2 separate regions of the Gossypium hirsutum genome follow, and region 2 is linked to region 1. Evidence: chromatin contacts called from public Hi-C data. All regions are on one chromosome and are shown on one strand. The core of a region is the stretch at or near the end of the contact, and the rest is flanking DNA. Distances in the headings are between cores, read along the strand shown. Region 1 holds the start of LOC107888974 (lysine-specific demethylase JMJ25). Region 2 holds the start of LOC107888977 (autophagy-related protein 8C).

Evidence for each region. Hi-C and Micro-C count contacts between places; a contact is called where the count stands out from the background.
Region 2: a Hi-C map of leaf shows a contact between it and region 1, with 2.4 times the contacts expected there. The contact joins the promoter of LOC107888977 here to the promoter of LOC107888974 in region 1. A contact is called at or near these places in 3 of 34 Hi-C or Micro-C datasets (hypocotyl, leaf and petal).

What each region holds. Positions count from the first base shown.
Region 1 is chrA09:58,836,304-58,843,807 of Gossypium_hirsutum_v2.1, forward strand. LOC107888974 (lysine-specific demethylase JMJ25) reads left to right here and starts at 4,022. Exons shown (of 14, transcript XM_041076092.1): 1 at 4,022-4,176; 2 at 4,875-5,446; 3 at 5,536-5,645; 4 at 5,732-5,831; 5 at 6,055-6,187; 6 at 6,273-6,336; 7 at 6,444-6,985; 8 at 7,076-7,140; 9 at 7,249-7,504. The coding sequence starts at 4,901.
Region 2 is chrA09:59,119,529-59,127,032 of Gossypium_hirsutum_v2.1, forward strand. LOC107888977 (autophagy-related protein 8C) reads left to right here and starts at 4,774. Exons shown (of 6, transcript XM_016813256.2): 1 at 4,774-4,986; 2 at 5,077-5,139; 3 at 6,869-6,924; 4 at 7,019-7,071. The coding sequence starts at 5,103. It overlaps LOC121206780 (small nucleolar RNA R71), which reads left to right and starts at 1,082; the gene lies at 1,082-1,188.

The sequences.
Region 1 (7,504 bases), core at 2,772-5,271:
TCAACAAATACATTAGCTTCAACCCGAAAAGAATTAGGAAACCTAATTTTATTAATAACACAATCGACCCTAACTCCATTGATCCAAGTCTCAAACAAACATAACACATCAGGAAAAAAATTCTTTTTTATACTCAACTACTCTATTATAGAATTGGGGATGCCCAGCCCCTTGGCAATTCCAGAAAATTATCTTCATGTCCATAAAAAATAAATGGAAAAAAAACCAACCCAAACACAACAAACTTCATCAGTAACTAACCTTAATGTTGCCACTGTTCCCATCGTCCAAGCCATCTTCATCAGATCGACCATCATCTTCCATAGGAGCAGTCTCGGCCACCCTCTCCAAATTATCCGCTAAACCCTCTAAAGTCGATTTCAGTTCCACTATGGCTTGCTTGGGTTCACTCATTATAATATTTGAAGGGTTTTTTTTTGGTGAAGCATTTCTCTTTCAGCTACATAGGAATTCTTCCCATTGTCACCCTTATACAAATTTCCAAACCGAAACACCCCATTTTCCTTCCCTTTCGAAGACTCGGCCTTCTCTTTTCCCAAAAATTGAATAGCCCTATGCTTATCCTTATCTAACTTGGAAGAAACATATACGAGTTGTAAAAGCAAAACAAATTCTTCACCAACTGAAGATTTTAGGCCCATTAACAAACCATCATCGAACAAAGCTTGACTCTGCTTAGGCTTAACCCCTACATTCATATTTTTAGGCTTAAACCCCTTGGACCCTAATTTGGGTCCACTACCAATAATAAAATCCTTCCCTTTAGCCTGCTAAATTTTTTGTGCTTAAGGGGCTACTTTAGCTCCTTATTTCCCATACCTCTAGCAACCTTCGAAACCTTGTCCTGCCCTTTAGCGCGACTACCCAGACATCCTTCAATTGATTCAATAGTCACGGTATCACCCCTCCCATGTCTTCATTCAACTTCAAGAAATGAGATGCCTTAGCCTTCACGTAATGATTATCTCCCTTAACTGCCCCTATGTTCTGGCCCTTCCCCTTCTTCTGGCGTTTAACTATCATCCAAGATCCAAATGACTCCTCCTCCACCCTTCATTGGAGCCTCGTTTTCTCCTTAATTGGATCAGTAAAGACTATTTGACCTTCCGACTTCTTAACACTTGAACACAAACACGCTCCATTGTCATACAAGCCACGCTTGAAACACACATTTGGTGATGCCTCACATTCAATTCTTTGAAGTCAACCATTAGTCTTGATTTTTTACACTAATGGCTTCCTCAAATCAATACACACATCTAGATGAGTAAACCTTCCCCACCAGGCCCTATCCGTGTGCTCGTCAATTTTCACCACGATAGTCCAATCATACGAAGGAGGAAATCAGAATAATATCCTTTTGGCAGACCCATAAGCCTTATCCACATCACCTGAACGTCCACCTCATCATGAGTCGTCGAAAACTCTGGCGACCAAGGCCGAATAGACAAATATCACCTAAAAATTACCCACAGATCACCCGTCAAAACCTTGTTGACATTCTCATCATCTTGAAACCTCACAAGAGAGAAATCATTCTCCAGATCCAAGAGTTGTACAGGGTTTCTAGGACTCCACATCAAAGAAATCTTATTCAATAATGCATTGAAGCCAACTATCCCACCCAACAATTTGACGATAACAGTCCTCGTCGTTTTCCATTTGATATATTGATGGTCACTAAACTAACTAAAATTACAATAAAGGCAAGTGCATCTATCGAATAATAGTATAGCTATGGCGAGTCAGGAATATCATATCCACGAGGACTAAAAGTACTAGTAATGACTATTTTTCTATTATTTAGCCGATAAATTAATGGGACTGATTTTAATTTAAAATTAACTAACTAATTACTAAGAACGCAACAAAGAATGAATTAGGAAAATATTTGAATAAAACAAATGAGATAGACAATACCCAGGAAAGAATCCACCTAGACTTCACTTATTATTTTGAATATGAATTAAATGATTTATTCACTTGCGCCTTGATCCGTAGAAATCCCTAAATTATGTTAACATCTCTTTCGAGAGTAAAAATAACTGACTCTAAGTTGATTAATTGAAATCTCTTTCTAATTAAAACCCCTATTGTCGCATTAACTCGATCTATGGATTCCCATATTAGATTTGACTCTAATCCGGTAGATTTATATCGTCCTATTTCTAGGATTGTATGCAACTCTACTCAATTATGCTAGATCTACTCTTAAATAGGGACTTTTGCTCTACTGAAATAAGCACATTAAACATGAATTAATATCCTAAAATATTAAAACATGAAATAAGTATACATAATTGAGAACAAGAATCAAGTATTTATCATGTAATTCAAAAATGAAATAATAAGATTCATATAGGTTTCATCTTCCCTAGGTATCTAGGGAATTTAGTTCATAATATGCAATAACATTATCTCAAAGTTAGGAAAACAACAAGACATAAAGAAACCCAAATAAACTTTTAAAGAAATTGAATGGAGGTCTTCAATCTTGAAGGAGATTTGCTTCTGAAATAAATCCGATGGCGTTCTTCGAGTCTTTTCTTCGTTCTTCTCTGCGTGCCCTTCAGGTACTCTTCTAGTGTGTATTTATAAACTTTAAAATGCTCAGAATCCCTAAAGATTGGCTTTTTCCGCTTAAAAGAGAAACATAGTGCGAAATCAACATAGGCTGGTACATGGGCGTGTGCCCAACTCGTGTGGAAATGTCTTGGCCGTGTGGATCATGAAAACAGCTCTTTTTATCCGATTGGCCCCTTTTTTGCTCCTTTCACTTCCCTATGCTCATATAACTATAGAAACATGAATTTAAAGGATTAGGAGCATCAAATTCACTAATTTACATAATAAATCATCCAAAAATGCATCAAGAATGAGATTAAAAATATATTACTTTTATGGTTTATCATATACTTATAGACGCAGTCCGAGAATGTAATCGATGGAATACCGTCCACCATTTTTGTTACCACATCTCCATCAGGGAGTTCAAAATCCTCCTCCATGCCAACGGGTTGATTAAGCCTTGTGGAAGACCCCATTAACGTGGATTTGTACGGCGCCCTCACTTGGTATGCATTATGTACTATTTAACCGTTTATGTCCACCGTTGGGTCGTCTAGATCCAATGGAAGATCCGACCATCGACGAACCTTATTCTGTCACCCTACCAACTCCACTATTCGACCCTAAAGGATTACCGCCCACTATAAACTCCGACGTAGGCAATGTCTCATTCCCAAAAGCCATTAGCATTACTTTCCAACGATTGCTCTTATATTCTAATTATTGTTTGACTCACATTTAAAAATAATTTTATATTATAAGTCTAATATTTTATTAGATTGATAGTGAATAAATTTTATAAGGAATCAAATAATATTTAACAATAAGATCTCAATCATGTGCTCAAAATCGATTTTTAAAATTATCTCTTTTAACTTTAAATAATAAAATTCTTCTGATTTAATTTAAAGCATTTTAGACATTTTTATTTGTGAATTATTATTCTATACATTGTTAAATGTAATATATAAAAAATTACAGGAAGGTTTAGTGACGTATATTCTTACCAACTATCATATATTAAAAAAAATGAAAAGACACATTAGGATAAATAAAAATATTTAAATATCTTAAAAATAAATAAGTAATATTTAATATTAAATAATTTTTTTAAAAATATATTAATATTAAGTTATGGTTATTTAAATTATTATAGATTAAATAAAAATAAATTTTTTTAAGGAAAATAAAAAAAATCATCTGAAATCCAATAAAGATATCTATTTAGAAGAGAAAAATTTATATTTAAAAAAATTTATGTGGTTCTAAAGGACGTGGGTTAAGAAAACCTGATTTCAAGTACATTAAAATATATTATTTTCCTAAGAAGCTACGAGGAGATAAGGGGAATATTAATTGTATAAATATAAACTATAAAAAATATATATATCTATCTGGCCCCACGCTCGTCGGGTATAAATAAACAAAACGCAGCTTTGGGATAGGCTGATTTTCTCATTCTCTGTTCTCTTTATATATAAAAATTTAAAGAAAATTTGGATCAACGATCTTTGAAAGAGATTTTTGGGCTAATTATATAGTACATTTAATTGATTCGACTCTTTGAATCCACCATATTTCCATCAGGTAAGTCTAAGTCTTCTTCGTCTTCTCACTCTTTGATTCATATTTTACGTTTAATTTCGTTCAAAACAATATCTCTGTTTCTTTTCCTTGTGATTCAAGAATGTTCGCGGTGATTTTTTTTCTTGATTTTTTCCTTTTTTTCTGTATTTAGATGAAAATTAATCCTAAAATTCAGTTGACTTTATCTGAGCCAATGCTGCTGGTTCTAATATCTGCATCGGTTTTATATTTCAATGGATCATGAAGTTTTATCGATGAATTTGTTGTAATTACTTTCCGAATTACTTGCGTTTCAAGATTATTCGTTGTGATTTTGTTGATGTTAGGTTTCGTGTTAATTTTCTGCGTTTTTAGATGAAAAATTCATCCTAAAATTCAGTTGACTTGACCTGAGTCAACGTTGCAGGTTTCAATATCTGGATTTCTTTTATTTCAATTGATCGTAAATTCTTATCCTGCGATTTATTGTTATTAATTTGAGCTGATTTTTTTCTTTAATACATTTAATTCACCGACATATGAGAGGTATAATGCTTGGAGTTTTTTTCTTTTTTATAATTAGGTATACAAAACTTATGCTGTTTGCTTGAAATTAGGCTCTTTTCTTCTTCGTTTTGTGATTTCTGTTATATAAACAGGGATGCCAAGTCTTTAAAGTTTTATCACCATTTTTTTGCTATATAATGAGGTCTTTGCAGGTTCTGATAAATTATAATCTTTCTCAATGGCGGCGATGATTGCAAAGCGAGAACGACAGAACTGTAATACTGGTCAAAGTAAGCAGATAACCTTAAATTCATGGCCTGCAACAAAGAAAAGAATTCCCATGACAGTGCATTGTGGAAATAAAAGGGCCAAACCTGAAAATAAGGGCAATGCGAAGCAATTGTTAGCAAGGAAAAAGAATCAGTCAAAGAGACAAAAGCTAAGTAAGGATTTTGAATTCTTAGAGGATGAGAAAATTCCCAAGGCTAAGAGACATTGTAATGGAATAGCCAAGACAGCTACACTGGATGAAGAAGAATTGGATGAATGGGAGGAGGAAGCTATCGTGTTTATGAACATGAAAGACCGGCGCAAAAGCCGAAATTTTGACAGTGTGATGGTTGAAAGAAGGCCTAAGGAGATTACGAGGAAACTTTCTGATCATATAGTTACTTCATTGTCTGATTCTTCATCTTTGTCCTCATCATCATCTTCAGGCTCTCCAGTTTCACATTTGGAAAGTGACTTTAGCAGCACTGACAGATGCAAAAAGAACAAAGTGAAGGTATTTTATTTCTTTTTAGTCCGATAAAGATTATTCAATTTGATATTCATTTTCCTGACTACAATTATGAGAAATCTTGCTTTAAACAGGGCAGAAGAAAATATGTGAAGTGTCACCAGTGTATGACTGAAGAAAGGACCATTGTTCCCTGCATGAAATGTAAAGAGAAAGTGTATTGCGTCAATTGCATCAGACAATGGTAACATGCTCAACCTAATAGGCTTAGATTTTTTTATTTCTAATACACTTTGTTTCTCATTTATTGTTACTGTTGTGGTGCATTAGGTATCCCAATATACCAAAAGAAGAAATAGCAAAGCAGTGCCCATTTTGTTGTAGGAATTGCAACTGCAGCATCTGTTTGCACTCAAGTGGATTAATTAAGGTCTACTTTTCTCTTTAAATAAACTATGACTAAATCATATAATGGCCTCAGATTTATTCTTTTGGAAAAACTGTCTATTGAGTAAAAGATTTTACCATGGTGGTGCTGTGAGTGAAATCTAATGTTTTTGCTTATGAGGTTGATTACTTATTTCATCAGTACCGGGCCATGAATATTCCAATGAAATTGTCACATAATAATTTTCATTCTGCTTAATCCACAGACATCAAAGAGGGACATCACATATCAGGAAAAGATTAAGCATCTGAAATACTTGATTGAGTCAATGCTTCCCTTCCTTATACAAATATGCAAAATGCAAAAGCAGGAGATAGAAATTGAGGCAGAAATTCAAGGTTTGAGCTCTTCTTTTCTTTTCCCTTTTTTACCAAACTTCAGCCGCAACTTCTCTCTGGTTCTTACAAAAGGTTCTCTGTTTAGAGTTGCTGCCTTCTGCAGTTGACATACCACAGACTCTTTGTTATAGTGATGAGCGTATCTATTGGTAAAGCATTTCTCTTTCTATAAGCATACAATTTATCTTGTGATTGTACTATTGTTCACTAGTTCTCAATTTATCTTCACCTCCACTTTTTCATCTCTTTGGAACAGTAACCACTGTGCAACTTCCATCTTTGACCTTCATCGTAGCTGCCCAAATTGTGCATATGAACTTTGTCTTCGTTGTTGTCAAGAAATTCGGGAGGGAAGGCTTTCTAGCCGTGATGAAGTTGCATATGAATACAGGAACAGAGGTTATGATTATATTCATGCTGGCGACCCTTTACCAGGATCTTATCTAAGTGAAACAGTGAAGGATCGAACTAAGCGATCAATTCAATGGAAAGCCAATAGTGATGGAAGTGTTACTTGTCCCCCCAGAGAAATGAATGGTTGTGGTGATTGCAGATTGGAGCTAAAATGCATCTTTCCAGTTGGATGGATTTCGGATTTGGCGGCAAAGGCTGGGGAAATGTTGCGCGCCTGCAGAATTAGACAAGGAATATTGAAGCATAAATGTGCTGTAAAAGGCAGAGATACATTACATCACAGGGTTTCTAGAGAAGGAACCAATGACAATTGCTTACATTCCCCAACTTCATATGACATTCAAAAGGAAGACCTTTCTCACTTTCAAATGAAATGGGCTAAAGGTGAACCAGTTATTGTTCGCAATGCTCTTTCAAATTCAACTGGTTTAAGTTGGGAACCAATGGTAATGTGGCGAGCTTTATGTGAAACAGAGGATTTACATACTAGTTTGGAGATGTCTGAAGTTAGGGCTATTGATTGTCTAGCGTGCTGTGAGGTTAGTTCTGTTCTCTCCTTTTAGCTTTTAAGCCACTTTCTTTTTCTTTCTCATGCATTCTTTTCACGGCTACATTATATTTGAAGTCTGATTTTGCAATATATACAGGTGGGGATTAATACTTACCAATTTTTCAAAGGCTATATGGAAGGAAGAAGTTATCATAACTTCTGGCCAGAGATGCTAAAGTTAAAGGATTGGCCGCCGTCTAATAACTTTGAGGATCTTTTGCCTCGGCATTGTGATGAATTTATAAGGATATTGCCATTTCAAGAATACACTGATCCTAGGTCCGGTATCCTTAACCTTGCTGTCAAGTTGCCAGCTGGTGTCCTGAAACCAGACTTGGGCCCAAAAACATACA
Region 2 (7,504 bases), core at 3,524-6,023, 280 kb after region 1:
CAGAACATCCAAAAATTACTTGAATTGCACCTCCTATTTCTACTTGTGTTGCTGCACTCTTTGCAGATATAGAGGTGATGGAACTTTCAGTTGACTTGGATAAATCTTCTGAGTAGGTAAATCTACATCCAAAGAAGATTTTAAAGTATCTGAATTCACTAAGTTAGGATTTACCTTTTCAGTCTTTGTAGATTCTGACTCTTTTGGTGTAGGAATTTCAATAGTTGGTTGATTCTTCTCAACGAGCTTATCTTTAACATCAATCAATTGGGGTTCTAGAATTTTACCACTTCACAATGCCACTGTCTTGATATGTTTTTTATCCAAATTTCTTGGATTCTTAGTATTGCTCGACAAGGTTCCTTGCGGTCTATTACGAAGCTTTATAGCTAACTGACCAATTTGGTTTTCCAAGTTTTTCAATGTTGCTACTTGGCTTTGGATCAAAATGTCATTCTTTGCCATGTACGCTTTCAAAAAGTTCTCCAAACTGTTTGATGCCTCATCTTGAGGTGGTTTTGGAGCTTGTTGACTAAACCCTTGAGATTGGTTGGGTCTATGCTGCAATAAGTTGTTATTCGGTCCATTTCCTTGGTTGCTCCAAGAAAAGTTAGGATGATTATGCCATGAAGGATTGTAAAAGTTAGACTGGGGTCCTTGTGCACTCCTATTTTGATATTGGTTCCCCACATAGTACACTGATTCAGGATTTGGTGGACAACTCTCAAAAGAATGACCTTCCCCACAATACACACAAGAAACTACTTCAAACGAATTTGGTGGCTGAGCTACAAAATTATTAGGACTATTAACGGTAAACTATTTTAACATAGAGGAAATAAACGATACCTGAGCTGATAACGAAGTGAGGGCATCAACTTCATGAACTCCAGCTACACGTCTTCCTAAAGCTGTTCGATTTGTTAGCCATTGATACTTATTACTCACGATCCTCTCAATGATCTCATAAGCCTCATTATAAGACTTAGACAAAATTGCACCATTCGCAGATGTATCTACCATCAATCTTGTATGTGCATTAAGACCATTATAGAATGTCTCCAACTGGATACAATGAGGAATCCCATTACGAGGACACTTACGTAATAATTCCTTGAATCGCTCTCAAGCCTTATACAAACACTCGTCATCTAATTGTTGGAAAGTTGTGATCTCCTTCCTCAACTTAGCATTTTTGCTAGGTGGGAAATACTTAACCAATAATCTTTTTGCTAATTCTTGCCATGTAGATATGAAACTTGGTGGCAATGAATTGAGCCATGCTCTTGCTCGATCTCACAACAAGTACAAAAATAACTTTAACCTTAGTGTGTCTTCAGTTACACCGGCTATTTTGAATGAATCACTCACCTCTATAAACAATCGAAGGTGGAGATGTGGATCTTCCGTGGGCATACCACTGAATTGGCCTACCATTTGGAGCATTTGAAGCATCAATGGTTTCAATTCAAATTGGGTTGCCTCAAAATCTGGCCTTCTAATTCCTAGATTTAACTCACTGAAAAGTGGCACAACATATTGTCTGATGCATCGATCCCAATCATCGGCAATGAGGATGGGATTTCATACATTAATGAAGCAATTGGCTTCATTACCTTGGTCTTGATTCTGATTTCCAGGGTCCATCTCGACTTGCCTTTGAGCTGTTAGTTCACTTCTTCTTTGTCTAAAAGTTCGCTCAATTTTAGGGTCTACGTGGAGTAAGTCGATAATCCGATCTATGCTCATAAACACATGAGAAGAAAATCACAAAATTAAAAAGAATAAGTTAGTAATGTTAGAAATAAACCAAATTGGAAGTAAATAATTTCACAAAAATTTGCTATGGCAGCAATTAACAATACCAGGCAACGGTGCCAAAAACTTGTACCACTTAAGTTTGTGCAAGTGTACATAGTCGTTATCAAGTAATAAGTAAGTATCGAGTTATCGTCTCCACAGCGATTGTATTTGTGTTAAATCACTTAATTGTAAAATTATAATAACAACTTGGTAAATAAAAACATAATATGGTTGAGAAGTGATGATTAATATTAAATATATTAACCTAAATACAATGATCCCTAATGGAAATTATCCTAAGTATGCAAACTATATGAATGAAATAGATTTTAGCAAAATTAAACACAATTTGCAACAATTATAACATAAATAAACTAGGACAATTACTTTAATTAAACTCAATTTATTATCAACATGCTTAATAACATTCGGAAAAACATTCCATGACAACTCAATCTTTCATGAGTTTGGAAACCATATTAGGCCCTTTCGGAATCCTTTACTTAGTAAATACACATTTTACTAATCCTTATTTACTAAGGGTTTCTTAGAATTCGTGTGAGGTAACAGGGACGTGTTAGGTTCGAAACAGTTTAATCACACAAATCTAAAAACTATGCAGATGACAGAGCTTGGTTAGAGTTTTTATGCAACCTGCAATTTAATTGGGTTAGGATCTAAATTGAGTATGCACATTTCAATTATGTGTCCACTAGTCGTCATCTGGTTAGGATCGCTCAGCTAATTCAGGTGCATTTCAATCATGTATGAACGAAATACATACTTGATTTTAATTGAAAACATGATGATTAAGGAACAAACATTATAAGCATGAATCAAATAAATATTATTTAATCAAAGCAATCATCCTAGCTTAAATAAAATTAAGCTAACATTGTTGTAAACAAGAACAAAGAACACATAGCAAACATTTTTGATTAAATTAAAGAAAAGAAAGATTAAACCCAAATCAAAGTGGCTCTGACTGATGAGACTCTTTCGCTTCTTCACTTTGTTCCTTTACTGATGGCTCTCCAAGGTGGCTGACCAAAGGCTCTTTACAAGGATTTAATTGCTAAAATCTCTATGAAGAGATGATTCTAGGTGTGGGGAATAGAAAATGCTAAAAGAATTGTGAGAGAAGAGAATGATGATGGATGAAGGATGATTGATGAGGGAATGAAGGGGTCTTATTTATAGGTGAAAAGAGGTAGGTAGCTTGCTAAAAATAACTGGGTTTAGTCTCTTCAAACTTCTCTTATGAGTGGCCGGCCACAATTAGTGAAATTTGAGCTGATTTTCACTTGATTTTTAAGCAATTTAAATTCCATAATAACTCAGGACTGAGACTCGGTCAAATGTAAATCTTTGGGCAAATCTCTAATTTCTTTAACAATGCAAGGACCTTATGTAATTAAAGCAAAAAGTGGTTTAAATGGACAGCCATGTGTAGCCAAATTTGGGTTGACTTGGTATTCAATTTAGATAGTTTTTGTAATCCAACAAAGCTACCAGACCTGTTGAAGGACCAAAGAATAAAACTTATCCAATTTAAATAATTAATTATAACCCAAATTATTAATGAAATATTTAAAATGATTTATTAAATACAATTTTATATTTTATTATTTAATTTAATCATGCATGACCCATTTTATGTCTTAAAAAATCTAATACGTTCAAATCAATATAAAATAAGCCATTTTATGCATGAAAACTATATAATAAAGCATAAAATCACATTTTAATAATTTCTATGTCCTAATTTCATATTTTCACATATTTCATTAATTTATTAAACAATTACTTAGTTTTAACAACGAATTTAAGTAAAAATTTGATAAATTACATAGGAAAAATCCTATATATTTTTTTCAGTTTACACCCCTGCACCTCGGAAAAATTTTGAAATTTTGCGAAAAAAATTCTGAATACCCGGTTTAGTCCCAACTTATTTCTAATGCATATTTTGGGGCTCGAGGGCTCATATAAGGGACGATATGATTCATTATGAATGGTTTCTGATATGAATGTTAAATAACATGAATTGTCTGTTATATATTCTGTAAATTCTGGTAATACTCCGAACCCTATGCTGACAACAGATACAGGTTAAGGGTGTTACAAATTTGGCCATTAATGTATGCATGTTTCGTTAAAGTGGCCCTAATTGTATTTTTGAGCCTTTTTTTGGCCATCAACCATTGTTCTTTTTTTCAATATGCTTTTTCTAATAGATTTAATGAATAAATTCAATGTTTCAATTTTTCTTTTCTTTTAAAAGGTTTCAATCTTTCATACGTTTGTCTACTGCGTAGTTTTTCTATCGAGTTAATTTTTTTAGATAATTACATTTATTTTCTTTAAATTAAGATTTTTTTAAATTTAATTTAATGTATTATTTATTTATTTTATTATTTTTCACATGTAATTATTTATTGGGTTATCTAAGTAATAAATTACATCTTATTAAAAATATTTTACATATAAAATTCCACATCATCCCAATTAACTTTTATAACGGTACTTTCATTAAATCTGTTAGAAAAAGCAAATTGAAAAACAGAACAAAAGTTGATACTAAAAAAAGACTAAAAAGTAAAATTAGGATTATTTTAACAAAACATTCAAACGTTAGTGGCCAAATTTATCATTAAGCCTTAAAAATATTATATTATATTATAGATTATAGATATAAATTATAGATAATTAAAAAACTTTATAAAGAAAAAATAATAATACTGATTTAGCTGTAAAAAATGTTAAAAATATATTTAAAAAACAATAAAAATACATAACAAATCAACTTCATTTGTTAAAATTTGTTAGACTATAATCCCATAAATAAACCAAACCAATCCACTCGTCCTTCATGCCAGCACATTCGGAGGGTAATTTCAACTAGAATGTCTGAAACGACATCGTTTTCATAAGCAAACTCTGGTAAACCAGGACTAGATTAAGAGATTCCTTTTTACCGCGGGAAAATCCAATTAGCATTGCTTTCGTGTTGGCTTCGAATTAAATCCCTAAATAGTTTCCTTCTCGCTTGAAAAATCTGTCCTTTCTATCTAACTCAAATTGGAACAAACCCTTTTTCTAATTATCTCTATCAATCAATTGGGTTCTTGTTTTTAATTGAAACCCTAATTTCTTAAAGCCTCCATTGTTTTTTTTTTCTCGGTACTTTTTTTCGCCCTTTTCTGTTTTGTCTAATTTAGAAAAAAAAGGATTGAATTTTTCATTGATGTTTCGATGTTTTGAAATTCGCAGTGGATAGTCAAGGATCAAATTTAGCAATGGCGAAAAGTTCCTTTAAGCTTGAACATCCTTTGGGTGAGTTTCATTGATCCTCTTCTCTTTTTCATGATTTTTTTTGAACATTCTGCTTCATTGAATTAATTTTTGATTTAGGTATTCTTTAAATTTTGTTTAAATATACTTTTTGTTTTTATTGATTAGTGAGGCTTAGTCAGATTCTGCTAAATCTTGGGTGCAATTGGGCATTCTTTGTCCAATGTGTGAGATGTTGAATCATTATATTGATAGTCCTAAATTACCTTGATAAAGCTATTGCAAATTTTGAAATGAGCAGAACATGATGATGAATAGAAGTTTGCTTGTATTCTATGTTCTGCTACTGTCTTCTTTGGTTTGCTTTTTTAGGTTATTCCTTTCATTGTTGGTAATGAAATTTGATTGGAACCATTGGTATTTGATTCTTTATTTCTCTCAACATTGCTTAGCAAAGGATTTTTTTAAGGTTAAAATATGCTGTTAGTCCCTTTACTTGTATTAAATTTGAGACTTAATCCCTGTACTTTAAAAGTTAAAAATTCAATCCTCCTTTTTCAATTTAAAAAATTCTAGTCCCATCATTATTGTCATTGGTAGTTTCTGTCAAAATTTGTCAATTTAACATGTTTACTTTTTTTGTCAATCATATGCCACCTCATATGAAGACACCCTAATAAAAATTCCCTAGAAAATTTTTGACAAAAAATGCTTACAATTTTAATGACTGGACTGGGATATTTAAATAAAAAAAAGTAGGACTTAATTTTTAAATACAAGTACTATATCTCAAAATTTGTCAAAGTACAGGAACTAACAACTTATTTTAATCTATTTTTTATTGCACTTACATTGTTTAGGCTAATGTACTAAGAATAACCCTTGAACTAGTACACTTTTTCATGTAAGCTCTTATGTTTTTTTTTTTTTTTTTAAAAGAAATACTAAATAAGCTCATACACTTTTATTTTTATTTGAAAGTGTTGAATTTAACTAAAGTAAAAAAAGGAAAAAAGGAATTTCAAGCTAAATTGCTAATCTGACAGAATGAAATAATCAAATTTGTTGATTTGGTCAAAATCATTAAAAAAAATTGCATCCTTTTTGTTTCAGTTTGAGGCTTCACAATTTTATTGATTATAGAAGATTGAATCTAAATATCTATCTATGTGATTAAAACTAGTTTAACCTATTAAAATTAAAAAATATATATACTAAGATTCAATATTGACAGCTGAATATCTCATGAACAGTGGTTGTAACTTGGTATTTGGGTTTCTCCAAAAAGAGTTTTACTTTTAGTAAGGGCTTACATGAATAAATATCAAAGTATAGGACTTATTTAGTTATACAAAAACATAAGGGCTTATTTAAACAAAGCGTACTAGTTTAAGGCCTTCTTTAGTACATTAGCCTTTTAGCTCTATAATAGAAAAAACAAAAATCGAATATTGATAACTTAATATCTCAAGAATATTGATTGTAACTTGGTATTGAGTTTCTCTGATAGTATTTTTAGTTAAAACTAAGGGTTTACATGAATAAAAATAAAAGTTTAGGAGTTATTTAGTTACCAAAAAAAACATAAGAGCTTGTTTGAACCAAGTGTACTAGTTTAAGTCTTTTTTAGGATTAGCCTTTTAGGGTTATATTGTATAGGAATGGATGGTATAGTTGCAGCATCCTCATTTCCTTTGCTTGTCTTGCTGCTCTTATTCTCCCATCCGATTAAGCTAATTAAAATTTCGTTTTACTTGTTTCCAATTCTCAGAAAGGAGGCAGGCTGAATCTGGTCGCATCAGGGAGAAGTATCCAGACAGAGTTCCTGTTAGAATATTCAAGCCGCTATCTTCCCTTTCTGCTTAATAATTTTCGTCCTGCATCACTCTTTTAATATTCTTCTATACTTGCAATCATGCAGGTTATCGTGGAGAAGGCTGAAAGGAGTGACATTCCTGACATTGATAAAAAGAAGTTAGTCACGTTTGACCATATTAAAGTTTAAATTTTCATTTTCTGTCACACTTTTTCGTTGTTTTAATTTTCCTGAGACTGTTATCTAATCTTTGCTATGCGTCTAAAGGGTTAAACCACATGGAGGGTCCTTATAGGCTTAGGAGCAAATTAGTCATACTATAGAAGTGACCAATCTAGTTTTTGTACATTTAAGAAAATGGATCGTAAATGCCAGTAGAGTAACATCAAAAAATGCCAACTTGTATTTTAAAGTGACGTGAAAGAAAATGAGCAGTTTATTCCGTTTTTCATGCTTTAAAAATGTTTAATTTTGATTTTTCTTTTCGCGTTACTTTAAAACACAAGTTGGCAGTTTTTAACTCATTTGAAATTTTGTCCTTTTTGCTTCAAAGTTAAATGTACAAAGACTAAGGACTAATTCGCTCATCTT